Regions from separate parts of the Mus musculus genome. Here regions 1, 2, 3, 5, 6 and 7 are each linked to region 4. Evidence: chromatin contacts called from public promoter capture Hi-C data. All regions are on one chromosome and are shown on one strand. The core of a region is the stretch at or near the end of the contact, and the rest is flanking DNA. Distances in the headings are between cores, read along the strand shown.

Region 1 (4,114 bases), core at 994-3,493, 1.4 Mb before region 4:
CAGAAAAAAACAAAAGACCACACCTTAAATAGGGAAGACAGAACTGATGGACACCTGAGGTTGTTCTCTGACCTTTATATAGACACTATGCAATGAACACACCTGCACCCACACATATAGATACACATGCACACAGGGAAGGAGAGGGAGAAGGAGCAGGGGGAAGACAAATAGGAGGAGGAAGAAAAGAATTGTTATTATTATAATTATTATTATTATCATTAAGCTTACACATAAATGTCCGTTTCCTCCTCCTTCCATCTTTGTTCCATCTGGACCTTCAACACACTGGACAGCACCACAAGTGTTCTAGGGCAGGTCTTCTCAGCCAACAGCATGTTATACTGGCTCAATAAAAATCTTAAGCCTTTAATCCCAGTCCTTTGAAGGCAGAGACAGGAAGATCTCTGTGGGTTCGAGGCCAGCCTGGTCTACAAAGTTCCAGGACAGCCAGGGCTTCACAGAAAAACCTTTGTCTGGAAAACCAAACAAACAAAAACCTTAGCCTAAAAGCTGTATGTGAGCTAAACTTTTACTTAGAGGAGTTTGTTTGCTTATTAAAAAACAAAAAACAAAAAACCCCTTACTTCTTATCTGGGAAAAACAAACACTTGCCAGAAGCTGTCTGAAAGAAATTTTGTCACAGCAGACAAAGGTCATGTTGCAGATACCATTTATGTTTGCTAAGATAAACATCTTTTACCAGCCAAAATGTGTTGTTATTTGCAAATGCTTGTATATTTTATTGCTACCTGCCAAGTGTTTGTGTATTATTATCTACCTAGCTAGCTATTTGTTCCTGTAAACGTGCCTAACTAAATTCCCTTTAATGATTAAGGGGATCAGAGTCCACTCTAAGATTGTCACAAAGACATGGATGACAACCCCACTACCTGACCTACAAAAAGCTGTAAGAAACTGCCAAGGGGACTGAACCCTTCAAAGCACAAGCGTGCTTTGTAGTCCATGCATGAATAAAGGTTTCTCCTACTTCTCCAAGTGAATGGCTGGCTCCTTGTTTCCTTTAACAATACTGCAAATAGGGGAAGGTGGAATTGGAGGATGACTTGCCTAAGGCGGTTTTGGGTGTTTGGTTTTGGACCCCAGAAGAGGGGACTGAGATGAATATTTTACATATCAAAACAGACCTGGTCTTCAGGTTCTCCCAGCATCCCTCAGATCCTACCTGGTATACCCTGCCCCCAGCCTTGAACTTTCCATCCCAGGGCTTGGGCTGCCCTTCCCCAGAGACTCTTCCCTTTATAATCCAAACATTTTGCTCTCCTCCTTCTCCTTCTCTTCTTTCTCTGCATGTAAGCCCTTTCTCTTTCTGCCTCCCCTCCCATTGCAACTCTCCTGCCTCAATCCTTGGGGCCAGTGAACTCTACCAAGAGCAGCTTCCCAATAAACCTGCCTTTATTATAATATAATCTAGCCTGAATGGGCTCGTTTCACTGGCGGAGAAATAACCTATCACTGGGAGAAGGGGGGCTGATATTGGGATGTAAAGTGAATTAATTAATAATCAATTAATAAAAAAGGAACAATACTTCAATTGCTTTTTAATTTTGGAGTATTGTTTTATAAAGTTATCTCCCCCATGCTGTATGGTCTCTTCCTTGTGGACTTGCCTTTGATATAGAGCCTTCTATAAGGTGGAGCCTCATTTCTGTATTGCCCACAAGGCAAAGAGATAAAGGCAGTAATTGTTGAGCGTCTGTAATTCCTCTGAAAGATCCTTTTAAAGTGCTATAATAGCATATTCTACAGAACCAGTGTAAGTAGCTTGTTTACTGAAAGATAGTCTTTTATCCTCGGGCCACATATCTGGAAACACCATGCACTCAACTGGCAAACCTCACCAGGGCTGATCTGTGAAACCAGACACCCCTGGCTTGGCTTTGATCTAACTCCATCTACACCCTTGCTTCAGCTTCTCTGCCACAGGCATACAATTACTATTATTGATAACTGCCCAAGATGGAAAAGATGGGGAAGAAAGTAACAAATATAGAGCTGAAAAATACTACATCAGGAAAAAAAAAAAACCTGAACACCCTAAACAGGATCACTTTATCTCTATCTGTCACCTCTGGAATTGAAGACAGGCAATCAGGGCTGGGGGGGGGGGGGTGTTGGGTAGGGAGACTCGGAACAAGAAATTCAGAAACCGAGATGCAAAGTCCTCCCGTGTTCCTAGAGGAGACCCGGAAGCTCAACTCGATCCCGGAAGATGAGGTGCTGACCTACTTCCGGTCTTTGTGACTCATTGTGCCTGTGGCGAGGTATTGGGAGGGCCTATGTCGGTGTGCAGTGCCCTTCGGTCGGGTTGAACCCAGAGCAAGCTGTGCTTGGTCGCCCGGCGTCCCCAGGCCGCTCCGGAGACTCACGGTGAGTCTCATGGCGGACTCTCGGAGGACGGGCGGGCTGCGAGGGTGGACCGTGTGACCACCCGGGGGGACTTGGAAAGGAGCCCTGCGGGGTCCCGGCGGTGCTCGAATCTCTGGGGTCAGTGGGGAGCTCTTTCATGTCATCATCCTTGTATAACATTTCTGAGGACAAGATCACAAATGGACGTGATCCCCGTGTCTGGATTCTTCTCCCCCTCCCCCCCTCCTGTCGCCATTTGCTGTGGTTGCAGGGGAAAGTGTTTTGTGTGGTTTTCGTTTTATTGCTGTCGTTTACTTCTCCGGGCGTCTTGGGTCCTTGAGAATCTTGAGATAAACGACGCGGAAGACCTTGAGCTCTGTACAGGTTTGAGGTTCCGAAAACATTTCCGGATCACTTGCTTTTCTGTCTTTCCATCTCCCAACGCTGAGCGAAAGCGCTGGCGGCTTGACGGTGGTTAAAAGATCTAGTAGAAATTAACAGCCGGCTGTCAGCTTTATGCAATGCTTCAAGACCTCTTGCTGGTTTAAGCCTGTTTAACTGTGCTATCTGGGAGATTAGTGGAGTGTTAGTTCACCTTGCTTGATTGCAATGAGTGAGACGTGAAGGGTATCTGGGAGAAACCACACTGGGCCAGTAGGAGATTGATCAGCTTAATGACCTTAGATGAGATTAGACATTTGCCAACTGTCAGTTTTATTATCCATAAAATTAACTACCTTTGCTCAAAAAGGTTCTTCAAACTTGAAATGAGTGGAGTTGGTAAATGTAATTGTAATTTAAAAAAAAAAAAAGGCAGCTCATTTAGTTTGAAGTTCCCCCTTCCTTCCCCTCCCTACACACACACAGCACACACACACATTGATTATAGAGAGTGGCTGTTCCATGGCCTGGGACCAAAGAAAGCATTTATTGTACAGGGCAGTGCTAGGCGGATTGAAAGCAGTCAATAAATACTTGTTGGAATTATGAAGAATTCATTGTAACCACATCAAGTGAAGTTACTAGAAAAGCTGGCCAAATGTGGGAAAATACCTTTATTATAAGGAAACTGTAGTGAAGAATTATCCAGATGTTTTTTTTCTTTCAGGTTTGTGTCCTCTTTCAATTACCACACAAGATTCTTACTTGTTATTTTATTCAGGATCATCTTTGTTAACTTACAGAAATGCCTGCGGCTGAATGCTATTTTCTTTTGTTGATCCTCTACTTCATGTCTCCATGAAGGAAACAGGAAAAATTTCAAGTGCATTATACTATATTTAGATACAACCAGGCCAGTGTACTAAGTTTTAAATCTTAGCTTTTCATTCTGTGGTGGTGTTGATATTCTTTAGATAGATTAAAAAAAGGGGGGGGCGGGGAGGGGTCTCTCTAGTTCTGGCTGAAAATCTAGCCACTGCCTCTAGAGTGCTGGGACTACAGGCACACAATACTAGACCACTAGGTATCTTTTAAGACTAAGTTTTTCATATTATAAAGCATTTTATGTCTCTGTTGAAGAGGGGAGTAGAGGATCATTTATTTAAACTTGCAAGACTGTGCAATAGAAGGAAGACTGGATTTTGAGAAAACATCCTTTGAAATAAACCATGCTTGCAGCCTGGAGTCTGGAGTCTTTTCTTGTCAGAAGTCATTTGTTTTTTTTTTCTTTGGTGAGATTTGGTTGCTGGGCAGTGATCTTTTCTAAAGGAGATGGTATGTCAGAATGTGTTTCGTTTGAGAG
Region 2 (4,128 bases), core at 204-2,703, 1.3 Mb before region 4:
TAGTGGAAGGACTACTGCGAATCAGTGCAAAGCCATGATTGGTCCAAAGCACATACTTCAGTGACTGTGATTAGTAAAAAAAATAAATAAATAAAAATAAAAAGTAGCCCGGGCGGTGGTGGCGCACACCTTTAATCCCAGCACTTGGCAGATTTCTGAGTTCAAGGCCAGCCTGGTCTACAAAGTGAGTTCCAGGACAGCCAGGGCTATACAGAGAAACCCTGTCTCGAAAAACCAAAATAAAAATTTAAAAAAATGGCTGTTATTGGCCCCAAATGAATGATTGTGGACCAAATACTCTTTCTTGGCTATTTAAGCAGGTCGCTTAGCCTTAGTTATTGTCCAAGTAGGAAACGTTTTCTTTTATTTTTATTTTTATTTTTATTTTTTTTATTTTGGAACTCACTCTGTAGACCAGGCTGGCCTCGAACTCAGAAATCCGCCTGCCTCTGCCTCCCAAGTGCTGGGATTAAAGGCGTGTGCCACCATGCTGGGCAAGTAATTGTCTTTTTTTTTTTTTTTTTTTTTTGGTTTTCTTTTTTGTTACAAGTAATTGTCTTAATCACTGTTCTATTGCTGTAAAGAGACACCATGACCAAGGCAACTCTTCCCCTCCCCCCACCTTTTTTTTTTTGTTTGTGCGACAGGGTTTGTTTGTGTAGCTTTGGCTGTGATGGAACTCACTTTGTAGTCCAGGCTGGCCTTGAACTCATGAGGTCTGCCCGCCTCGATTAAAGGCTGTGATTAAAGGCGTGGGCCACAAGCCCTCCCAATAGCAGTTGCTAAGTTGTGTAAAGAGGTTGTCTTGAAACTGAAGAAGCTGAACAATTCAAGAGTAATTACTACTGGGGAGATGGCTCAGGGGATGAAGTGTTAGGACCTGAGTTTAGATCCTCAGTACATCGTTTTAAAAGCTAGGCATGCTGGGTATGGTACACACCTTTAATCTCAGCATTCAGGAAGGAGAGGAAGGCGGATCTCCTAGAAGTCTGCCTAGACGAATAGCAAGTTCCCACCAGCTGGCCAACATTGTAAGACCCTATCTCAACAAACAAGTGATCAAGTCTCTATAGATTATATGCAACATGAAAAATTTTATATCCTGAATAAATTGTCTTCCCCATTCCCTTTTACAGCCTTTCCTCCTTTTGATCGCAATTTTCTCTGTGTTTAGTATTGACAGTGTATCCACTTGAGACCTGGAAACTAATAGCCCTCCTTGGGAGGTAAAGGCAAGAGGATCAAAGTTCAAAGCCATCTTCAGATACACACTACAGAACTCATGGCCAGGCTGGTTTACATGAGAACCGCTAGCAGCAGCACAACACGCAGAGCACCCTGAGCTACTAAGTACTGGCAGCTGCCCCGCCCATTAGCAGCACCAAGTATACACTGAGCATGCACCGCTCCCCGACGGAAGCCGAGAAGGAAAGGGGCGGGCCGTGGCTGGCGGGCGCGGGGAAAATGGCGGCGGCAGCTGCGGCGGGGGCGAATGGGAGCGGAGGCAGCAGCGGCATGGAAGTGGATGCAGCAGGTAACGGGGTGCGCAGACCGACTTCTGGAGTTGCCCTTGAGAAGTGGTCTTGAGTACTTCTTAAACCTGTCCCAGGATAACTTGAGGGCAGCGATGGACGGCCGGGCTCTGCTGGTCCCCTGCTTCCATGTCTAGGGGAAAATGTGTGGGCCCGAGCTCTCAGCCGCTATGTTTTCCTTTCACCTTTAACAGTCCCCAGCGTGATGGCCTCCGGAGTGACTGGGAGTGTTTCCGTCGCTCTTCATCCCCTTGTCATCCTTAACATCTCAGACCATTGGATCCGCATGCGCTCCCAGGAGGGGCGGCCTATGCAGGGTGAGTGTTGTGTGTAAATCTCAAAATCTCTTGGAGATTTCCTCCAGTCACTCCCCTGCGCCCTTTCTTCCAAATTATTGTTTCCCCAGTCGTTGATTCACGCCGACTCGGGAAAGGTTTTCCGAGACGCCTGTTCCTCACCTAGTTTCCTTGCGCTTCTGTTTCTCTCCCCTTAGTGATTGGGGCTCTGATCGGGAAGCAGGAGGGGCGAAATATCGAAGTGATGAACTCCTTTGAGCTGCTGTCCCACACCGTGGAAGAGAAGATTATCATTGACAAAGAATATTATTACACCAAGGAGGAGCAGTGTGAGAGGGGAATAGAAGTGGGTGGGGAAGGAAAAGTGGGAAGATTTTTGTTTTGTTTTGTTTGTCTTAAAGAATAAAAGGCCTGAGGATGTAGGGCAGTGGGGTAAAGTGCATTTCCTAACATTCGGGAAGACCAGAGTTCAATCCTCAGTACCATATAACCCAGGAGATAGAGGCAAGAGGTCAGAAGTTCAAGGTTAGTTAGGTGTAGTTATTTTAAACTGACCCAAAATATGAGGAGGGAGGGGAGAACCGGAAAGAACACACCAGGCCCATCAAACTAAGGAAGAGAGGTTTAAAGGAATATTTACTCTGGCCCCTTCTTCTCCAGTTAAACAGGTTTTCAAGGAGCTGGAGTTTCTGGGTTGGTATACCACAGGGGGGCCACCTGACCCCTCAGACATCCACGTCCATAAGCAGGTATAGAAGCTCAAATATGTGCATGTTGGGGAAATGAACAGAAGGTTAGGGGAAGAGGAGATACTGACTCTTCCTGGGCTTTGCCTTATCTTCTAGGTGTGTGAGATAATTGAGAGTCCGCTCTTTCTGAAGTTGAACCCTATGACCAAGCACACAGATGTGAGTGTTGTTGACCCAATGTCCCCTTTTTCTTGATCATCTGCCACTATGCCTTTGCTCTAATTTACCGACATTATGTGTATTAGAGAAAGCTTGAGTTGAATCTCTACCCTGCTGTTTACACCCATCAGTTGTGTGACTTCATCTCTTCAGTGGTGTTTCCATATGTAATGTGTGTAAAACCTAGAGAAAGCATGAGCCAAGTGTGGTGACAACACTTGTAACCAATCTTAGCACTCAGGAGATTGAGGCAGGATTGTGAGTTCAAAGCCAGCCTGGCATGTGTGTAAGTTCAAGTGCATTTGCTTTTAGTAAGAGCTGTTCTCTTGTCTCCGTCTGTGTTTTTACAGCTTCCTGTCAGCGTTTTTGAGTCTGTCATCGATATAATCAATGGAGAGGTAATATATAACCTGCAACCTTCAAACCTTTTAGCCTGTTTCCTGCATGCCGTGTGCAGGCATAGGACAACCCTGGGTGTCCATCCTAGCTTTCTACCTTGGGACAGACTCACTTGTTTGCCAGGCAGGTTGGCCTGTGAGCTTCTGGGAATTGTGTCTCCACTTCCCATCTTGCTGTAGGGGTTCCAGGATTACAGTCACATGCTGTCACATCTCACTTAATGTGGGTTCCGAGGCTCTAAATTGAGATCCTCAGTTGTGCAGCAAGTACTCTACCTGCTGAGCCATCTGCCTAGGCCTAGGTCTGTTTCCTGACTCTCCCTATCTGAGAACTCTTTACTCTGCAGGCCACAATGCTGTTTGCTGAGCTCACTTACACTCTGGCCACTGAGGAAGCTGAACGGATCGGTGTAGACCACGTGGCCCGGATGACAGCAACAGGCAGTGGGGAGAACTCCACTGGTAAGGGAGGGGAATTCAGTCTTTGGAGGTAGGGGTTGGGTGTGGCCACAGGCCGCCCTTCATTTGCCCCATTCCCCTGCAGTGGCTGAACACCTGATAGCTCAGCATAGTGCCATCAAGATGCTGCACAGCCGTGTGAAGCTCATTTTAGAATATGTCAAGGCCTCTGAAGCAGGTAGGAGAGGTGCCTGTCACTTTGAAACATTTTTCCTCTCCTGGAAAAGTGACAGCATCCACATCAGTGCAGCCTCCTTGTGTCCTTAGGAGAGGTTCCCTTCAACCATGAGATCCTGCGGGAGGCCTATGCCCTATGTCACTGTCTTCCAGTTCTCAGCACTGACAAGTTCAAGACAGACTTTTATGATGTGAGTGTTGACACCTTTGATGGGGAGGTGGGGCTCACACCACCTCACAGGTAGGAGGTGAAACTCAAGTGTCACTGGCTAATACGAGGGACCCCTGGGGAACTGGTTCTTTGTGTTCCCTCCCAGCAATGCAATGACGTGGGGCTCATGGCCTACCTCGGCACCAT
Region 3 (3,600 bases), core at 764-3,263, 1.2 Mb after region 4:
TGTGTGTGTGTGTGTACATGTGTGCATGTATGCAGGTGCCAGGTGCCAGAAGAGGTTGCGGGATACCCTGGAGGTGGACTTCTAAGCAATTGTGAACTGCTCGGAATGGAGCTCTATCTGGCTGCCTATTTGTGTATGTGCGTCTGTGTGTGCATGCTTGTGGAGGGAGGTCTGAAACAGACCCTGTGACTGCTTTCACGCCTTTCCACTGTGACCTAGGCTCTCTTGCTAAACCCAGTTGTAGCTAGTCTAGCTAGCCAGCTTGCCCAGGGAGTTCCCCTGTCTTCAACTCCTGAGCATTTGGAATTACAGGCAGCAGCCATACCCATGGGTCTTGGATGTGGGTTCGGGAGTGCAGGCAAGCATTTTATCCACTGAGCCCAGTCTCCCCAGTCCTTGGTTACATTTTGGAACACCAACCTCCTGGAGGTGCAAGCCTGTAATCCTAGGATCTGGCAAGCTGAGGCAGGAGGAGGCTGAATTTGAGGCCAACCTGGGCTACATACAAAGAGCGTTTAAAAAAAAATACCGAAAATGCTAGCAACAAAATTAATGGTAAGAGTTATACAACTGTAGAAATATGATCTCTTTTTTAAAAATGTATGGGAGGAGATGCATATGAGAAACACAATTTATATTAATTGGATTTCTGTGGATGGCTAGGTTATGGTAACTTGCCATATGTATTGAAAGAGTCATGAACTATCTTTGTAATCTCAACACAAGAAATTTCATTAATTTATTCATTTACTTTACATCCGGTTCGAAGTCTTCCCCCACCAAGTCCCACCCTTAGTGGGGATGGTTTTAACTTCTTAAAGGTCTGGAGATGCAGTTCTGCGAGCGAGCCCGGTGAGGGGTGCGGGTGGGGGGCGCTCAGTGGTAGTCAGAAATTAAGTGCTTGCCTAGAATCCCCCAGTGACCCAGCTGGGGAGGTTTATCTGTAGCGCTCTAGTCTGGCATGAGGGTTTCAGTCCCCAGTAGCACCCAAAAAACAGAGATGAGGGAGCAGTTACTGGGGGCAGCTACTGAAGGCAGTGTTGAGAGAGCGACCTCCAAAACTAGGCAAATCTTGGAAAGCTTCGAGTGCAGGAACAAGTAGGGAATCCCAGCTGCTCTCTGCTGACCTAAGGCTTAGTCGTTCAGTCTGTTGTGGAGGCTCTCACAGGCGTCCCCTGGACCCTTGAAAGTCATATTTCACCATGGCCAGGTCCCTGCCTACCTCCCTCAGTGCCCTTCTAAATCTCAACTCCAAAAGCTTGCTTTCCGGTGTGCTACTTTCCCCGGCCTTGCGGCCTTTACATTTAATGCTCCTACTGGCTCTAAACCTGTACCAAGCTGCTCCCTACATCAGCCTATTGCCCTGTCCTATAGCCACCGCCCCTCTCCCACCGCCCCCCGGAATGTACAAAGTTCACTTGATACCGACACGCAGAGAGTGAGAGAGGCACACCTCTTCCAGAGATGACTCCCGGACCCGTGCAAAACTAGCCTTGGGGGAGGCTGGGGACAGGACTTCCCCCTTGCCCTGGATCGCTCCGGGGAGTCGCGAGACCACAGCCTACAGCAACACTTACGAGAGGAGCTTATCGTCGGCCGGCTGCAGCCTCAGACCCGCAGCGCGTGCGGGAGGGGCGCAGTCCCGGGGGCTTCCTGGAAGTAGTGGCCTCCGCGAGCGCAGGCGGGAGCTAGAGGCTGCTGGGGCGCGGGCACGGTGGCGGCCGACGCCCGGAGATGGCTCTTGTGCGGTAATAATCGGCCTGCCGGAGCTGGCTGCCACCGTGCGCCCTTCCTCCCTCCGCCCCAAGGCTCCTTACCGTCTCCGAGGCTATATCTGTGGTGCCCAGGCTCATAGCGGCAGCGCTGCGCGGCCTCCGGGTCCTGCGAGCTCTGCCCTCGGCTTGGGAGGCCTGCCAGCCGCCCTGGTACCATGGCAACCGTGCCGCGGCCACAGAGCCCCGGATGTGGTCCTTCCTCCGGAGCCCGACGAATCTTGTGCACGCGCAAAGTGTGCGCGAGCAAGGGGCCTACCAAGCACTCTCCCGGGGTTGCACGGCGCAATCCGTTCTTGTGGTCTTGTGGGCTTTTTTTTTTTTTTTTTGGTTGTTGTTTTGTTTTGTTTTGTTTCGTGGGATGCGTGAATTAATTGGCTTCCCGCAGGCAATACTAACTTTCTACCTGGAAGCCATGCTCTCAGATCCAACTTCAGGAGCCCGGGTTGGATTTCGGCAAACACTGGCTGCAACTATGTAGTCCAGTGGGCAGAGGTTCCGAGGGTCGCCATGTTGAGTTGAAAAGAGAGCATAAAGCACCATCCTTAACGATACGCAAGATTTGAGATTGGGGACATCAGCCTATTTACATGTTTGTTTTTTTTCTGTAAAGAAACTGAGATGTTGGGGGCCAAGGTGACTGACTCCCTAGTTGTTAGACCTGGGGTCTGGCGCCATGAGGATAAGACTGCCCATGGGCCAGCACCAACTGCTTTAAACCCTCAGCTGACGGTTTGCTATCACAAGCCTCTCTGAACTCTCCAGGATTCCGTGGCTTTCCAACCCAGGCCAGATAGGGAGCACTTCCCTGGTGGCCCAGCAGGCCAGTGATAGATGAAAACAGTATGTCATTTGCCTCTGTGTGTGTGTGTGTGTGTGTACACGCGCGCGCACGCGCGCGCGTGATCCTGTCTGCCTCATCAATGCTGGGGTTACAAATGTGTATCGCTATGCCCTCCTTTTATTTTGTCCCCTTCCGCCCCCATCCCATCTCCTTTATGGATTCTGGCGACTCCTGTTCTTAGGCTTGCAAAGGGACTATTCCCCAGCACACATTCATTTTTTTGAGTAAACAGCTCTCTGCAACTGGGTGGCTTTGCAACATTAAGCTTAATACAAGGATTCTCCTGGGAGGTTTTTTTTTTCTTGCTTGTCTAAGGACCCATGATTTGCCAAAGAATAACAGCCCAGACTCAGTATGTAAACGCAGAGTAGTTTTTTGGTTTTGTTTTTTTTAAGATTTTATTTATTAGCCTGGCAGTGGTGGAACATGCCTTTAATCCTAACACTTGGGAGGCAGAGGCAGAGGCAGAGGCAGGCAGATTTCTGAGTTTGAGGCTAGCCTGGTCTATAGAGTTCCAGGACAGTCAGAGCTACACAGTGAAACCCTGTTTATTTATTTAATGTGTATGACTACACAGTAGCTGTCTTCAGATACACCAGAATCCGTTACAGATGGCTGTGAGCCACCATGTGGTTGCTGGGAATTGAACTCAGGACTTCTAGGAAGAGCAGTCAGTGCTCTCAACAGCTGAGCCATCTCTCCAGCCTGCAGTGATATTTTCTGCAGAAGCCCAACATGCTGGGGTCTCCCATTACCAAGATAGAGACAACCAAGCTCACAGGTCTGATTTCCAGGGCAGATGAGCATTATCTTACTCTATCTCTAGGCATTCGGGAACCATGCCCTAAAAGAGATTGTGTGTGTGTGTGTGTGTGTGTATGTGTGTGTGTGAGACCTCGGGGCTGGGAACCAAACTCTGTTCCTCTGGAAGAGTAAAAGGTATTCTTTACCACTGACCCATCTCTCTAGTTCCCGATGGCCTAC
Region 4 (3,561 bases), core at 845-3,344:
CACACACACACACACACACACTTAAAAATAGAAATAGAAAGGAGCTATTGAGATGGCTCATAGGTTAAGAGTACTTACAACTCTTGCAAAGGACCTAGGTTCAGTTCCCAGCATCCACACGGTGGCTCACAGCTACCTGGAACTCTCCTATCACCACCTCGAATCTCGCCATAGGAGAGGCAAGATGACAGATTCACACACTGCATCCAGCTTTTTATGTAAGTCCCAGGGATCGAACTCAGGTCCTCAAGCTTGTGCGGCAAGTGCTTTTACCCACTGAGAACTCCGGTTCTCGGAGATCTGACGCCTCTTCTGAGCTCCATGGGATCCTACGCACACATGGTATACACACACACACACACATTAGCAATTTTAAAAAATAAATGAAAATAATAAAACAAAATTTAAAAGCTTCTCCCAGGGAACAGTGCCAGCAAGAAAGTAAAGACAACTCAGAGCAGTGCTTGTCTCACACATTACAGGCAGGAAATCTGCATGTGGTGGAGCCTGAGAAGAACTCTTTTTGTTTTTCTGCTTTTCAAGACAGGGTTTCTCCATAACCTGGCTGTTGTGGAACTCCCTCTGTAGAGCACACTGGTCTCAAACTCACAGAGATCCACTTGCCTTTGCCTCTAGGGATTAAAGGCATGCATGGCCACCACCACAGAATAACTCTGGCAATTATACAATAAAAGAATTTGGGCACCAGGTGGGGTGGTGCACACCTTTAATCCCAGAGCTCTAGAGGCGGAGGTGGGAAGATCTCTGTGAGTTCGAAGCCAGCCTGGTATACAAAGGGAGTCTAGGACAGCCAGGGCTTGCTATACAGAGAAACCTTCTCTCAAAAAACAAAACAAAAACCAAACAAAAGAAGTGGTGGGGGAGGGGGAGAAAGCAATATGGTTCAGCAGGTAAAGGCGCTTGCCACTAAGCCTGAAGACCTGAGTTCCGTCCCTGCCTAGCCTGTCGAGTCCACTGTCACATACAAGGTAGATGGCTGCTGGGGACCACCTAAAGTTGACCTCTGGCACACACACACACTGCAAACTCTAGAATGGGCAAAGGTCTTGAACAAACAGTGAAGAACATGAAAAGATGCCCAATGTCACTAGTCCTTTAGGAAATGAAATCCAGAGGCACTGACTGCTGCTTCATGCAGCAAGGAAATAAGAAGACAGAGGGCTAGGAGTTCTCAGTGGGTAAAAGCACCTGCCGAACAAGCCTGATAATATGAGTTCGATTCCTGGGACTTACATAAAAAGCTGGATGCAGTGTGTGAATCTGTCGTCTCGTCTCTCCTATGGTGAGATGGAAGGCAGAGACAGGGGGGTAAGCCTGGGGTACACAGTGCAGCAGCAGAAACCAGAAAGACTATGCCTCAGCAAGCTCAAAGAAGGAACAAGACTCCCTTAAATTATCTCCATGGTACCTAAGACCATTAGTAAGAGATCTTCTACAGTCAAAAACCTGGGCTCCCTAGATCTGGGATTCTTATTCTGGCCCCCGTTTCTTCCCAGAGCCTTGAGTGACACCGATACAGAAAAGGAACCCAAAGAATCTTTTTTTTTTTTTTTTTTTTTTTGAACGGAGTCTCATTTAGAAGACATGGCTAGACCGAGCTAGCGGCAATTTTTTTCAGTCCCAGCCTTCAGGATACTGAGACCACAGCTGTGTACCACCACACCCAACTTGTAAGAATGGATACATGGAAGGACTGTTGGGTGCATGAATAAGTGGGTGGGTGGATGAAGGATATAGATGAATGGATGGGTGGGTGCCTGGATGAATAGGTGGGTGGACGGATGGATAATTGGGTAGAGGAGTGGATGGACGTTTAAGTAGACGGAGGAGTGGACGAATGGCTAAGTGGTCGCCTGTATCAACAGGGGTAAATGGGTAGGTGGGTGGTTGAATAGATCTCTGGAAATCCACGTGGAGAGCTGCGCAGAGACGCACAGCCCGGCCCAGGACCGCGTCTCCCCGGGCGGATGCGACAACCCCCCGTCACCCCACCCTACCCAGCACGCACCTGCAGCTCCCACTCTCGCACACCTCTGCCACGCGCCTCCACCACCAGCTCAGCAGGTTCCGCGCCGTCCCGCCCTCAGAAGATCAGCGCTATCCATTGGATCGGGAAGGCGTCCATCTTCCAGCCAGCCAATGGCCGCCGCATGGGAGGGCGCAGCCCTGGCGCAGGATATTGGCGTCATCTCTCTGAGCTGAGAGCGCAGTCAGTTGCCAGGGCAACACCTGGTGGCGTGGGCACGTGCGGCCGAATTCTGGCCGCTGGTGCTGGGCTGAACAGATAGAACACCTCTCAGAGAATTCCAGCAGGTAAAGTTAGAATATCCGAGGGGTGCCGGGCTTGGAGGTGCACGCCTTTCGTCCCAGCCCTAGGGAAGCTAGGAAGAAGGATTAGGAGTTCAAGGCTATCCTCCGCTGTGTAGGGAGTTCAAAGTCGGACCCTGTTGTAGCCTATAATCCCAGCACCAAAGAGATAGAGGGAGGAGGATCAGAAACTCGGGGTCTTCTCGAGATTCATAAAGGCCAGTGAGATGCCTCCGACGGTAAAAGTGTTTATTGTAAAGCTTGGTAACGTTAGTTTGATGTCCAGGATCCATAAATCGGAAGGAAAATCAATTCCCACAAGCTGTCTTCTGACCTCTAAACACACACACACTAAATAAGTAAATATGTACATTTCATAATATATGTATGTGTACACACACACACACAAAGTAGTGAAGAAGTAATGTAAAGGGTCTGGCATAGCTGTCACTGGCCTTGTAACAGGGCCATAGACCTTAGTAGGCCACCAGACCTTAGCACACTGACTCCACATTGGAAGTACCATGAGGCTGTAAAACTTAGCAGCACATAGACAGCACCACCTGCCCAAACTAAAACAAGGGCCTAGTCCATCAGAGTCCATATAGTGCTGGGAAAGTCTCAACACACACTAACCTTGCTTTCCAGCCTCTCTAGTTCCACTTCTGGTTTACTCTTCTTTTTAACTGTGTGTCAACTCGGAACATGGTTTTAGTGCTTAAAAAATCACCTGGAAAAAGGCTCAGTGCTACACTAGGATTCCATCACCCAGTGTAGTTGCTGGACAGCTAATAAAGATTTTCTATTGGCTTAAACCATGTCTAGCAGTCTTCTCTTCAGAGTACCCCACAACAGCCTTTAATTCCAGCATTGGGTCAGAGGCAAGTGGATCTCTACAAGTGTGAGGCCAGCCTGGTCTACATAGTGTGTTCCAGGTTAGCCAAGGCTTAGTGAGACCCTGCTTCAAAATGACAAAATTACAGATGGAGTGGGTGTGATTTATTGCTGATGCTGCTAGCCAACTAAGAGGAGACAGTAAATTCCTTGTGATGCAGAATAGAGAGAGGGGAATTATCAAGCAATGAGAAAAGACAGACTCCCTCACCTGAGTTTTGTTGAAGCCTCTAACAGGCTGAGAATCAAGAACTCTAGCTCAGCTGGCATTTGCTGTGAAAGTGGCCAACACAGAGATAACAGGTAACAATCTTTCTGTATAAGGATACCTTATTTTAT
Region 5 (4,082 bases), core at 864-3,363, 1.9 Mb before region 4:
TCGCCCCAGCCCGCACAAGGCGCCGCCCTCCCAGCACCTAATTTTAAAAAGGGGCGGTACCTCTTTAAATTCACCCCCACATACCGCACACCCTCCACACACACCCCCAGCTAAGACAGAGGTGGTGATGGGGGGGGGGGAGGATGAGGGGAGAAGCTAGGCTGTTCGTGGGGTTGCCTAGGCAACCGTCACCCGGACTAAGAGCACCTCATTGGTGAAGTGCCCCCACCCTAGCCTCGTTGCCAAGGCAACCGCATCCGCGGCAGAGACCTGTAGGGTGGGTGACCCCACCCCCGGCCCCCATCGCCCCCGCCCGACCTAGACTCCCGCCTCTTACCCAGAACCGGCCAGGGTGGCTGTTTACAGGATTTGGGAAAAGCCGATTGAGCACTAATAGGTTCGGGACGGCTCAACCCGGGATAATCCCCATTCCGGGCCGGCTGCACCCCATTAGCTGCTGGTCAGTGCGAGAGTAGCGGGGAAGGCAAACCCCCAAGCCGCCAGCTCCCTTCAGCGCCGAGGTCGCCCGCCCCGCTGCGCCCGCACAAAGCCCGTGGGAGCCTCTCAGAAGTAATTAGGGCTCCGAAGAGAGGCCCCTGGCCCCGGGGCGCGGAGCTGCTCTCTCCCAGGCGCCGGCGAGCGGCCCCAGGCGGCTCGGCCCGATGCCCCTAGGCACCCCTAGAGCCCAGCTCTGTGCTCAGCAGCCCCCGAGGCCTAGCTGGCACCACTCCAGCCTCCGACGTCCTGCCTTCCCGGGACACCTGTGCGATCTGGCCGTGTACACTGCACTCTGGCGACCCAGGCGTCCCCCACCCAGCTCCCACTTCCCCCAGACACTGGGCGTTCCTCTTCCCCGAAGATATTTCCCCTCCGTAAGTTCAGCTTTCTGCGCCAGTGCCAGAGGATGCCCCTCCAAAATGAGGGAGGGGGCAACGACATAGCTACCACCCCACTCCAGCTGTGAACAAAAGCCCCTTCCTTCCAGCTGACAGCAGCCCAGGCCTGGCCTCAATGACACAGGCCTGGGGCAGAAGGAAAACAGGCCAGGAAGAAGACACTGGGTCGGGGGCCATGCTCCCAGCCCTTAGATCCCCATTACCCTCCAACGTTCCCTCAGCAGCTCCTCGATTCTAGGGATAAAGCAACCATAGCCCCCCCTCCAAAAAAAAGGGTGCCACCGCCTCCGCAGGTGTGAGAGGAGGAAAGAGAGGGTCCTCAGATCTGGCAGCTGGACGGCGCGGGCTGGCCGTGCTGCGAAGTGCAGTGGGCCAGGCCCTTCAGCTCGTAGGACCTCCATTTTGCCCAAAAGAAAGCTGGACGAAGGGGACAGGCGACTAGGTGCCAGACCTGGGTAAGGATTTGTAAAAAGAATAAGGTGCTGAGATCTCCAGCTTAGGGGTCGGGACTGAGAAAACACTGCCAGAGCCCGAATCAAGGGGCAGTAGGGTGGAGACGAAGACAAGGGTGGCCTTGAGGCCTTAACTGGATCTCCTAGGATTCTGGAGTTCTGCAAGGCTAATGCAAGCAAGGGTGTGAAACGAGTGGGCACGAGGGCTGTTACCCAGGGGCAGGCAGCAGGGTGGTGGTGGGGAAAGGGGGCGGGACAGGACATAGAAGAAACCCAGAATTTAGCCCCCCAACTATTAAGGGATCAAGAGGCAGGCGGGGCTGGGATGAGGGGGGTCTAGATTTTAAAATAATTGCCACTGATATTGCAGGGAGCGCATGCATTATTGAAGCCGAGGGTCCCCCCCCCCCCCCCAGTTCCCCTTCCGGGTTTGGAAACGACCGGGCCAGAGGAAGGGAGGGGAGGTCTGGGAGTTACGTCCGTTTCCCAAGAGCCAAACCCGGGAGACGGAAGGAACCGAGGCTTCCCCCTGCCACACACACACCCGTGGGAATTTGGGGCTGGGGGAGATGAGGACTCCTTTTATCAGCGGAGGTACCTGAGGTGGTGGGACTCTGCCAAGGGGTCGCTTGGAGGAGCGCGGGAGGTCCTGTCTTCCTCCGCGGCGGAGGCGGCAGCGGCGGCGACGCGGATGGATTTCCTCAGTCACCCCAACTCAACCGTCCAGCGCAGCTCTCCCCAGAGCGGAGGGATCCCGCCCGCCAGTGACGCGGCCGTCGCCGCCGCGCCCAGGGCCAGGCTGGACGAGACCAAATACTCAAGTGTGTGGGGGGGAAGGCTAGAAGCGAAAACACCACTCCAGGAGCAAAAGATGCCTCAGCCACAATAAAAGCACAATTCCACGTTTTTCTAACTCATCAAAGATCACACGACGTAGTTTATTTCCAGAAAAGGAGCAAGACATCCTCTCTAGGGACAGCAGAAGTGGTATAGGCATAAGGGAGGGGGGAAAAAAAAAATCCCAGGTCACGTGATCGACCTCCTTCAACCCCCCCCCCCTCCGGATTGGGCGGCTCCAGACTGGAGGCAAGAAGGCCCAATTCTCGGGTTGGCCACGCCCCCTGGTGAGGCCACTCCCTTCCCGGAGGCGGAACTAGGGAAGTCTAAACCAGTGCAGGACAGTGGGGCAGAAAAAGACAGCGAGTGGTTGGTGACCACTAGAATCCCATAAAATGCAAGTTAGAGGGAATTACACCCAGACAGTTCTTCAAGCGCAGCACTGTGAGGGGTTGTAGGCTTCCTAGACTAGGCCTCATACCGCCGCAGCAACAGTCCATATTTATTGATTTGCATACTTAAAGGTTTTTGTTTTATGATAGAGTTTCAGGAGCCCACCACGTAGCCCAGGATGACCCTAAACTGATAATCCTCCTGCTTACATCTACCAAATGCTGGAATTACAGATACACAACCCTGTGCCTGATTTATGCAGGGTAGAACTTAGGGCTTCATACATGCTAGGCAAACACTCCACCAATGGAGCCACATCTCTCACCAATACTTTTGTTTATTAATCCTCATGATGCTGACTATGGACTCAGGCTGCAGAGTTGAGATGCGATCTCAACTTTAATAACCATTGAAGAAAACTACACTGTGGAGCACCCCACCGAGGGAACACAACATAAGAATGTGCCTGGATTTCCATATCTGTTAAATGAGTATATTGAAGGTTACCCTTGAGTCTCCTGGATTGTTGGAGAACTGTCCCGTCCCCCGTCCCCCCATAGATTGTGAAAATGTTTTGGTAAAGTCCGAGTTGTCCTGTGGCCTTTGAGACAGTCCTCGGAGTTTAGGAGATCAAAACACACTATTCAGCCGGGCAAGGTGGCACACACCTTTAATCCCAGCACTCGGGAGGCAGAGGCAGGTGGATTTCTGAGTTTGAGGCCACCCTGGTCTACAAAGTGAGTTCCAGGACAGCCAGGGCTATACAGAGAAACCCTGTCTTGAAAAAAACAAAACAAAACAAAACAAAACAAAACAAAAAAAAAACACTATTCAAAATAGACTGTAGTGAAGTATACTCGTAGAGAGGAAAGAATAGAAAGTTCACATTTGTCTTCACCCACATATTGAACTAGAGGCCAGCCTGAGCCACAGGAGACCTTGTTTCAAAAAGTGTGTTGGGGGACAGGGTTGGAGAGATGGCTTAGTCAGCAAAGTGCTTACCATGCAAACATAAAGACCTGAGTTTGATCCCAGAAAACCAAGTAAAAGAAAAAAAAACCCAGGCACAGTAGCCACACCTATACTATAGCCCCAACACTTGCAGGCCAGGATGGAAAGAGCCCTGAGAGTTTGCTGGTCAGGGAGTTCATGTGAGAGCTCTCAAGTTCTGTGAGAGATCTTGTCTCAGATATTAAAGCAGGAGCAGCTGGCTTGGCAGTTAAGAGCACTTACTGCTTTTCAAGAGGACCAGGGGTCAGTTGCCAGGCCTCACATGGTGTCTCATTACCTTCTGTAACTCCAGTTCAGGGAATCAAATGCTCTCTTCTGATGCACCAGGTATGTCATGCAATGCGCACACGTGCATACATGCAAAATATTTATACACGTAAAATAGCCACAGAGTAAATGAGGATGCCCCCACCCCCCTCTGCCAACTTAAACCTCCAAAGCATCAGATGTGGTGGCCCACACTTGTAAAAGCCAGACCTCCATAACAGCACCC
Region 6 (4,059 bases), core at 806-3,305, 1.3 Mb before region 4:
CCATCTTGGCTTTTTTTGTGCGTTTGTTTCTTAAAACCAAAGTGGTCTGTCAAAATATAAACTAGGTAACTATTTCTTTCCTATAACGACTCCCCTTGCCTCCTGTCCAGGTGTAGGGGTTAACACTTCTAATTTCAGTGGACTGCCTTGGGTTTCATGTCAGGCTTCAGAGTGTACATGCTGTACACCCATATTCCCAGTACCCTGGAGGCTAAAGTGGGGACAGCAAGTTTGAGGCCATCCCGACTCTGCAATAAGTTCCTGTCTAAGATGGTTTCTTTCTTTTCTCTCATATCTCTGATCACCTGCCCCGCCCCCTCCCACTTTACCCTGACATCATTCTCCTTGCTGTCCTTTAAATCTGACAGACATGTACTTGGCTTTATAGCTTTTGTTGTGTTCTTCCTAAACGTGTTTGGCTGACTACCTGACCCCACCCACCTCTCTTTAGGGGCAGGTCTCCTATAGCCCCACTGGCTTCAAATTCACTAGGTAGACAACACTGGTCCTTTGGCCTCTACCTCCCAAGTACTGGGATTGCAAGCACATACCACCATGCCTGGCTTTACCTGTTTGCTATGTTTTCTTCTTCTTCTTAATAATAGTGATATAATATGTATATATATAAAATCACTCTAGATTAAATCTAAGACCTTCCACATGTTAAACAACCCTTCTACAATTGGGTCTCAGGCTCGTCTGGAATTCATCCCGTGGTCTTGATTTGGAGAGCCTCCTGCCTTTTACAGCTGTTTACCACCAAGCCTGGCTATTATTTCTTCTTGTTTATTATCCTTACCCCACCAGTAAACAAGAATATGTCTGTTATGTTCACTGACCTATCTGGTGCCTAGGGCATTGTTAAATATATGAATAAGTCTTTTTTTTTCTTTTTTTCTTTCCTTTTTTTGGTTTTTCGAGACAGGGTTTCTCTGTATAGCTCTGGCTGTCCTGGAACTAACTTTGTAGACCAGGCTGGTCTAGAACTCAGAAATCCGCCCGCCTCTGCCTCCCAAGTGCTGGGATTAAAGGCGTGAGCCACCACTGCCCAGCATGAATAAGGTGTAAGTGTTCACTAAATACTTGGTATAACAATTACCAAAATGAAAAAGACACAGACTCAAGCTTGGAGTTTACTCTGTGGTTAAAAGGAAAGGAGCTTGCCTGACACTGGACATGAAACCAACCTCAAGAGTGTTCAGAACTGAGTGCTAGGGACTGGTTCTTTTCATTCCAAGTCTTCTCAGACTTTTGTTAAATCTTGTCTACAGGAAATACAATTATTCAGCACATACTCTGTACCTGGTCGGGTCCCAGTCCTCTGTGGTGGTACCCTTGCCACTAAGGTTTCATAAAACACTCTAGCAGCCTCGGGAGTTTCTCAGATCAGTGGAAGCGACAGGAAGACTTCTTAGAGAAGGGATAACTTGAGCTATATCTTTACATCATTTTTCTCAGCTAGGGAAGTGATTCGAAGATTACCCGGGCAGCGCTACAGGAGGTTCACAAGCCACTACATCGCCCCACCATCCTTCCAGTGCAGTCACGCACAGGGTCCCCACGAGCACGGACACACAACCAACCGTCTTCTTCCCAGTCCTCACATGGGCCCTTTCAAAGGGTCTCCTCACGGATACACCTCAGACTTTCCCCCGCCAGCCAAGCACCGGGAGCAGTAAAAGCCTCTCACCGCTGCCAAAGCGCCGCTCACCCGGCGCTCGGCGCCATCTTGGCCCCGCCCCCTGACAGGAGTAGGTCCTGGCAGAAGCCAAAAAGTTATCACTGTTCTTCCCTATGTCAAAATAGACCATATCGTTTCACAGTCTGAAATTATATAAAAATTTCATTCTACGTGCATGTGTAAAGATCATATTACTCTATTCTAATTACTTCAATTTGTATCTTCATTACCCAGCTGTCAGGACCTTCAGAAGGCGCCACAAAACTGAGCCATCACGCTCCACCCACTTTCGGGCTGGCTCTGAGCATGCGCTGACCGTTCTATGATTTTTTTTTTTTTTTTTTTAAAGCTTGCTGCGGGCTTCGCCTAAATTTAAAGGGCCCGCTGCCTTCCAGAAGTTGGTCTGAAGGCAAAGGGTGGTTGTATGTGTGGACTGCGTTTTATCATGGGACCTGTGCGGCTGGAGATACTGCTTTTCATCCTGGCAGCGTACGGTGCTTGGGCTGAGGCGACAAAAGAGGAGGAAGATGACACAGAACGTTTGCCCAGCAAATGCGAAGGTACAGAAACGGAGTAGTTGCTATTTACATCTCCCTATCTACCTCCTGCCTCTCTAACTCTAGGCTGAATCAAATGGGCTAGGATAGATGGATCACTAGACTGTCTTGAAAGAGGTTCTGTTGGAGCTTGGTAACACTTGAATGGGAACAAGGGAGGGAAAGCAGGGTTAAGGTGGCACTACATTTCCCAGGTGGCATCCAGAAGGATCTAGGTTTTTCTTGCGGGCTTGGGCCCCAATGTATTGTGGGAATTGTAGTTCAAGAACCTGTAACGCTGGCTCTATGGAGCATCTTCCTCAGTCGTTTCTCTCCTTGTTAAAAATCTGGACAATCTGCATGGGTGGGGTGTAATACTCATTCCTTATAGGCATACTGAGTCCCGCCCTGGCAGAGACGCTCTTAAATTACAGGCCTGATGGCCCCCTTTAGGGGTTTTAAAGGTGAGTAAGTCCCCAGCTGAAGTTCATAAAGAGAAGATGAAGACACCACACCACTTAGAAGTTGCCCATCGGTGTGAGGCTTTGCAGATGGGGTGCACTGTAGGGATTTTACAACAAGCAGCATGGCCTCTGGCTACATTAGTAAATGCCCTCCCCCCAACCACCCCTCCCATCCCCAACAGGGAGGAAGCCAGGTCACTGAATAAATATCCTGTGGCTCCCTAACTCTAACTTTTTCTTTGGATTCATTATTGCTTCACTTTACACCCAACAACATGTTTTTATCATTGACACCCATGACTTGATTCTAATCTCTCACTTATTTTTGCATCTGTGTCCCCACTCTTCTGAGTCGGGGTGGGGGTGGAGACAGGGTTTCTCTTTATAGCTCTGGCTGTCCTGGAACTTGCCTGTAGACCAGACTGGTCTCTAACTCCGAAATCCACTTGCCTCTGCTGGGATTAAAGGCAGAAGTTAACTATATGAACCCCCTGTCTCTAGTTCTGACCTCAGAATGCTGGGATAGCGTGTGCCACATCACCTAACATTGCAGAGGTTCTTAGGATCTGAACTCAGGTCCTCAAGCTTAAAAGTGCTTTACTTACAGAACTGTTTTCCCAGACCCTAAGCCAACTTTGGAGTGAGGGGAGAGCTGTAAAAACACTTTTTTTTTTTTTTGAGACAGGTTTTCTCTGTGTAGCCCTGGCTGTCCTGGAACTCTGGAACTCACTCTGTAGACCAGGCTGGCCTCAAACTCAGAAATCCACCTGCCTCTGCCTCCCGAGTGCTGGGATTAAAGGTGTGCGCCACCACTGACTGGCGTATGTACACTCTTAGCTTTCATACTTTATTCCTCAAAGTGACTGCTTCAGACACACCCAGCGTCTCACAGTCAGTAAGTGGCCCCTGTCTTTTTCTTGGCTGTTTTCCTCCTCTCCGTTTTGTATTTGATAAACTCCTCCCCATTCTACTGGACCCAGTTTAAATGTCTCCTTTGGACTCCCCCCTTGCTTGTCATCCGCAGTGTTGTAAGTCCTGGGGGAAAAGGGACTACCCGTGCCCAGGGTCTTAATACAGTGGACGCACTTTTGCTAATTTTTATTGTTTTATTTTTTGAGACAGGGTTTCTCTGTGTAGCCCTGCCTGTCCTGGAACTCACTCTGTAGACCAGGCTGGCCTGGAACTCAGAAATCCACCTGCTTCTGCTTCCCGAGTGCTGGGATTAAAGGCGTGCGCCACCACCGCCCGGCACATTTTGGATTTCTTGATGATTGAGACTCTTTCATTTTTAAATTACATTTATGTTGTGTATTTGGTGGGTAGACATGTGTCATAGTGTATTACGGGGTTATGTATGTGTGTAGGTAAATGTGTCATG
Region 7 (3,767 bases), core at 982-3,481, 1.7 Mb before region 4:
GCTTAAATTTTTATTTTATTATTTATTTATTTATTGCAGAATCTTAAGTAGCCCAGGCTAGCCTCTTATTCACTATGTCCCAAGACTAACCCTTCAGGTAGTTTGCTGATGCTAGAGATGGAATCCAGGGCTTTATATATGAGGTAAGCACTCTACTAAACTATATTCCCAGCCCAACCAAGGGTTCTTTCTTCCTTTTTTCCCCTCCTGTCTGTCTGTCTGTCTGTTACTGTTGAAGCAGGATCTCATGTAGCTGAGGCTGGCCTTGAACTCTTCAGCCTCCTGCTTCTATGCCACCTCCCATGATCTGGGACTATAGGCATGTACATGCACTGCCACAGCCAGCTAGGATTTTTAAAATATACCTAAGAACATACCTAAGAACAGTTCTTTTTTTTTTTTTTTTTTTTTTTTTTGTTTTTCGAGACAGGGTTTCTCTGTGTAGCCCTGGCTGTCCTGGAACTCACTCTGCAGACCAGGCTGGCCTCGAACTCAGAAATCCGCCTGCCTCTGCCTCCCAAGTGCTGGGATTAAAGGCGTGCGCCACCACGCCCGGCTCTAAGAACAGTTCTGTTTGAGGAAAATTAATTAGAACCTATTTCCTTCCAAACCCATGAGTGACACCAGATGCTGCCTTTAGATCCTGCTTTGGCTGAAAGATTCTTGCCCAGAATGCCAGTATGGGTGCCAAGAAAGAAAAATGGCAGTTGGGAGTTCGCTTTTTTTCTTGCCAGTTGCAGAATAGACCCTTTATGTGTGTGCAGATTCTCCTTCATAATGATGAAGGGATAATATGGGACAGGTGGGAGAGGGCTGGAGATGGGAAAGAGCTGGTCTGTAGCCAGCTGGGATTGGTTCTCAGGTATACGCACGGGGTAGTTGTGTGGACATGGGTGTGTGTCCAAGCACTTGGGGAAGCAGAAGTGAGCAACTTCATCTTCCCATCTACCTAAGTGTTTATATGAGGGACAAAGATGAGAAGGTAGCAATGCCTGTTCTGGGCTGAGGAGTGGCTCAGCAGGTAAAAGTTCTTGCTACTCAAGCATGAGGACCTGAGTTCAAATCTTCAGTAGCCACATGAGAAGCCAGGCATAACCATGTGTGCCTATAACCTCAGTGTTGTGGAGAATAGATGTAGAATTATTGGGGCTTGCTGGATGCCTACCAAGCTATGCATTCAATGAGAGACCCTGAGTAGGACACCCAGTGTGGTCCTGTGGCTAACAAACACACACAAGTGTGTGCAACTACTCATTCATGTGCACACACACGCCACACACATGTCTACCCTACCACCAACAGCCTTCTTGGATAGTTTGCTTTCTCCAATTTTCCCTTTTTAAGAGAGGGAAACACCGTATCAGAGATTTGATTTCATATACTGGAGCAGGAGCAGGATAGACAGGATGGCTCAGTGGGTAAAGGGCCTTACCACCAAACCGGATGGTTGGCACTATTCCATCCTTGGACCCACATAGTGGAAGAGAAAACTGACTCCTTCAAGTTGACCTCCAGATCTACACATACATACATTCACAGTAAAAAAAAAAAAAAAAAAAAAAAAAAAAAAAAAAAATTCAAATATTGCAGCAAAATCCGAGAAAAGATATTGGAGGAATAAAACACGTTTGGGTACAGCTGATACTTGTTACAAGTCCATGATGGCGTGTATGGGCGTTCATTCTCCTAGTTCCTCTACTTTAGGGCATGTTTGAAAATTTTCATAGCCGCTCGCTTTTGAAAACAGAGTGGGGAAAGGAGTTTCTCGTGAATTTACGGTGAAAACCAGAGACGCTGTGACAAATCACAGCCAGTGGGTCACATTGACTATGTATTTATGGACAGTCAGGTACCCAGAACATGTCTGGCACGTTCCTTGAGACTCTTTTGGAGAACCTGCAAAAGCCTACAAGTAAGGGAATCCCTGGCCTCCCGCAGGCTCCTCCTCTTTTTCTCCGCCCTCATGCCCCTCCCTCCGAGGAAGAGTTGCCTGGAACCTGGCAGGTGTAGGGTTAAAGCAACCAGTTTGGGACCCGCAGCGGCAGAAGCTGCAGCAGCAACAGCAGCAGCTACAGCAGCAACTGTAGGCTGCGGCTGCGGCTGCGGCTGTGGCAGGCCTGGCTCCGGGCCAGCTGGCAGGGAGCCTTAGGAGGGAGGAGGGAGGAGGGAGGAGGAAGAGGGGAAGGAGGAGGAGAGGAGCAGTGAGCAGGCCCGAGAAGGCAGGACTTCCTGGTGTGGGGGTTGTCAACAGCCCAGAAAGAGAGCCAGAGACCCAGACCGAGACGGAGCGGAGCTGAGGAGCTGAGAGATACATCCAGTGGGGCCACGTGGGAGGAGCCTTGAGAGAGAGCCACTCAAGGGACTGGAGCCAGCGGGGGGCTGAGCCGCCCCCTCCCACAGCAACAGGGAAGACCCGTGGAGTGTTAACCGAGGCTGCGCCTGGGCTCCCCCGTGGAAGCGCTGGTTTCTTCTCGTCTCAACTGCAAACTTTCCACCGAGATGCCTCGCAGAGTGAGATGCGGACGCCAGAGAACACTGGGTAGCCCTTGATTGCTGCCTGCCGTGGCCTGCTCTAGGCCGCCTTAGGATTTAAAAAAAAAAGAGAGAGAGAGAGAGAGAGAGATCTTAGTCCCCCAGGTCTTCTCTCCAGCTCAGCTCGGTGGCCGAGGCCCGAGAGGTAGGTAGTTCTCCCGGGCTGGGCGGGGCGCTTGGCTTGGCGGGCAGTGCCTAACCAGCGATGGGGGAACTGGAATGGGGGTGGGGTGGGCTTGAGGCCCGGCAGAGGCCTCAGGGTGGCCCTTTCAGGGGAGGAGCCGATTCACCCCTGTGCCCCTGGCCATGGAGATACGTGTTGGGGACGAGTTTGGATCTCAAGCATGAAATGTCCAACTTTGGGTCCCAGCTGCTTCTTCCTGTTGTGGGTGTTCTGAATTCTGTCCCCTCTGCTCCGGTCTGTCATTTCTACTTGTCTCTGGGTCTCTAGTGGCTTTCTTCTTCCTCCCTCCAGTCGGCTCCCCCGAGAGGAAGCCCCGGAGGTGGTTTGGCCCCTGCTTTTTCTTTTGCTCACGTACACACACTCTCGCTCACTTTCTGTCTCTTTCTTTTTCCAGTTTGCAAGCTCAGCTTTGGGGTTTCAGCGGCGACAGCAGCAGGAAAAACCTGCCCCTGCCCCCCCCTCCTGCCACCTCCCCTCTGTACTCCAGTCACTAACCAGGCACCCCCAAGTTCCCACAAGGCCCTCCTGCCATGTCGGACCCAGACGTCCCCAGGGGCCCCGATGTCCCTGCCATGTGGCCCCCTTGTTCCAGAGGTGCCTGAGCCCCTCTCCAGGAGCCCAGCCCCTCCCCCACCCGAGCCCAGTCCGGAGCCCCAGGGACCATGAGTGGTGGTAAGAAGAAAAGTAGTTTTCAGATCACCAGCGTCACCACGGACTATGAGGGCCCAGGAAGCCCAGGGGCTTCGGATTCCCCTGTCCCACCGGCTCTCGCTGGGCCCCCGCCCCGCCTCCCCAATGGGGACCCCAACCCTGATCCAGGGGGCAGGGGCACCCCCCGGAATGGCTCTCCGCCACCTGGAGCCCCTGCCTCCCGTTTCCGGGTGGTGAAGCTGCCCCAAGGTTTGGGAGAGCCTTATCGTCGAGGTCGGTGGACGTGTGTGGATGTTTACGAGAGAGATCTGGAGCCTCCAAGCTTCGGTCGGCTTCTGGAGGGCATTCGAGGGGCCTCTGGAGGCACCGGAGGCAGATCATTGGATTCTAGGTTGGAGCT

What was found. Promoter capture Hi-C pulls out the DNA fragments that hold promoters and counts their contacts.
Region 1: a promoter capture Hi-C map of pre-B cells shows a contact between it and region 4, with 4 times the contacts expected there. The contact joins the promoter of Zkscan1 here to the promoter of 3110082I17Rik in region 4. A contact is called at or near these places in 2 of 39 promoter capture datasets (frontonasal cranial neural crest and pre-B cells) and 1 of 115 datasets of contacts at active chromatin or transcription factors (microglia).
Region 2: a contact with region 4 is called in a promoter capture Hi-C map of pre-B cells, with 2.6 times the contacts expected there. The contact joins the promoter of Cops6 here to the promoter of 3110082I17Rik in region 4. A contact is called at or near these places in 12 of 39 promoter capture datasets (the 3T3-L1 cell line, 3T3-L1-derived adipocytes, the C10 cell line and 7 more).
Region 3: a contact with region 4 is called in a promoter capture Hi-C map of liver, with 2.8 times the contacts expected there. The contact joins the promoter of Iqce here to the promoter of 3110082I17Rik in region 4. A contact is called at or near these places in 11 of 39 promoter capture datasets (the 3T3-L1 cell line, 3T3-L1-derived adipocytes, the HPC-7 cell line and 6 more) and 1 of 9 other capture datasets (pancreatic islet).
Region 5: a contact with region 4 is called in a promoter capture Hi-C map of liver, with 3 times the contacts expected there. The contact joins the promoter of Gnb2 here to the promoter of 3110082I17Rik in region 4. A contact is called at or near these places in 1 of 39 promoter capture datasets (liver) and 1 of 484 Hi-C or Micro-C datasets (CD4 T cells).
Region 6: a promoter capture Hi-C map of liver shows a contact between it and region 4, with 2.9 times the contacts expected there. The contact joins the promoter of Cnpy4 here to the promoter of 3110082I17Rik in region 4. A contact is called at or near these places in 10 of 39 promoter capture datasets (the 3T3-L1 cell line, 3T3-L1-derived adipocytes, cranial neural crest and 6 more), 1 of 484 Hi-C or Micro-C datasets (B cells) and 1 of 115 datasets of contacts at active chromatin or transcription factors (large pre-B cells).
Region 7: a contact with region 4 is called in a promoter capture Hi-C map of liver, with 2.3 times the contacts expected there. The contact joins the promoter of Tsc22d4 here to the promoter of 3110082I17Rik in region 4. A contact is called at or near these places in 6 of 39 promoter capture datasets (the 3T3-L1 cell line, 3T3-L1-derived adipocytes, the HPC-7 cell line and 3 more).

What each region holds. Positions count from the first base shown.
Region 1 is chr5:138,082,841-138,086,954 of GRCm38.p6, forward strand. Zkscan1 (zinc finger with KRAB and SCAN domains 1) reads left to right here and starts at 2,244. Exons shown (of 6, transcript NM_133906.4): 1 at 2,244-2,391.
Region 2 is chr5:138,159,649-138,163,776 of GRCm38.p6, forward strand. It overlaps Cops6 (COP9 signalosome subunit 6), which reads left to right and starts at 1,454. Exons shown (of 10, transcript NM_012002.3): 1 at 1,454-1,534; 2 at 1,727-1,849; 3 at 2,026-2,157; 4 at 2,489-2,577; 5 at 2,674-2,736; 6 at 3,087-3,134; 7 at 3,482-3,596; 8 at 3,679-3,771; 9 at 3,861-3,961; 10 at 4,088-4,128. The coding sequence starts at 1,465.
Region 3 is chr5:140,700,365-140,703,964 of GRCm38.p6, forward strand. Iqce (IQ motif containing E) reads right to left here and starts at 2,014. Exons shown (of 23, transcript NM_028833.3): 1 at 1,818-2,014. The coding sequence starts at 1,853.
Region 4 is chr5:139,458,440-139,462,000 of GRCm38.p6, forward strand. 3110082I17Rik (RIKEN cDNA 3110082I17 gene) reads right to left here and starts at 2,095. Exons shown (of 5, transcript NM_028469.3): 1 at 2,030-2,095.
Region 5 is chr5:137,531,193-137,535,274 of GRCm38.p6, forward strand. It overlaps Gnb2 (guanine nucleotide binding protein (G protein), beta 2), which reads right to left and starts at 2,114. Exons shown (of 10, transcript NM_010312.5): 1 at 1,947-2,114.
Region 6 is chr5:138,185,480-138,189,538 of GRCm38.p6, forward strand. Cnpy4 (canopy FGF signaling regulator 4) reads left to right here and starts at 2,056. Exons shown (of 6, transcript NM_178612.4): 1 at 2,056-2,241. The coding sequence starts at 2,106. Taf6 (TATA-box binding protein associated factor 6) reads right to left here and starts at 1,747. Exons shown (of 15, transcript NM_009315.4): 1 at 1,691-1,747.
Region 7 is chr5:137,743,738-137,747,504 of GRCm38.p6, forward strand. It overlaps Tsc22d4 (TSC22 domain family, member 4), which reads left to right and starts at 2,232. Exons shown (of 5, transcript NM_023910.6): 1 at 2,232-2,677; 2 at 3,111-3,767. The coding sequence starts at 3,379.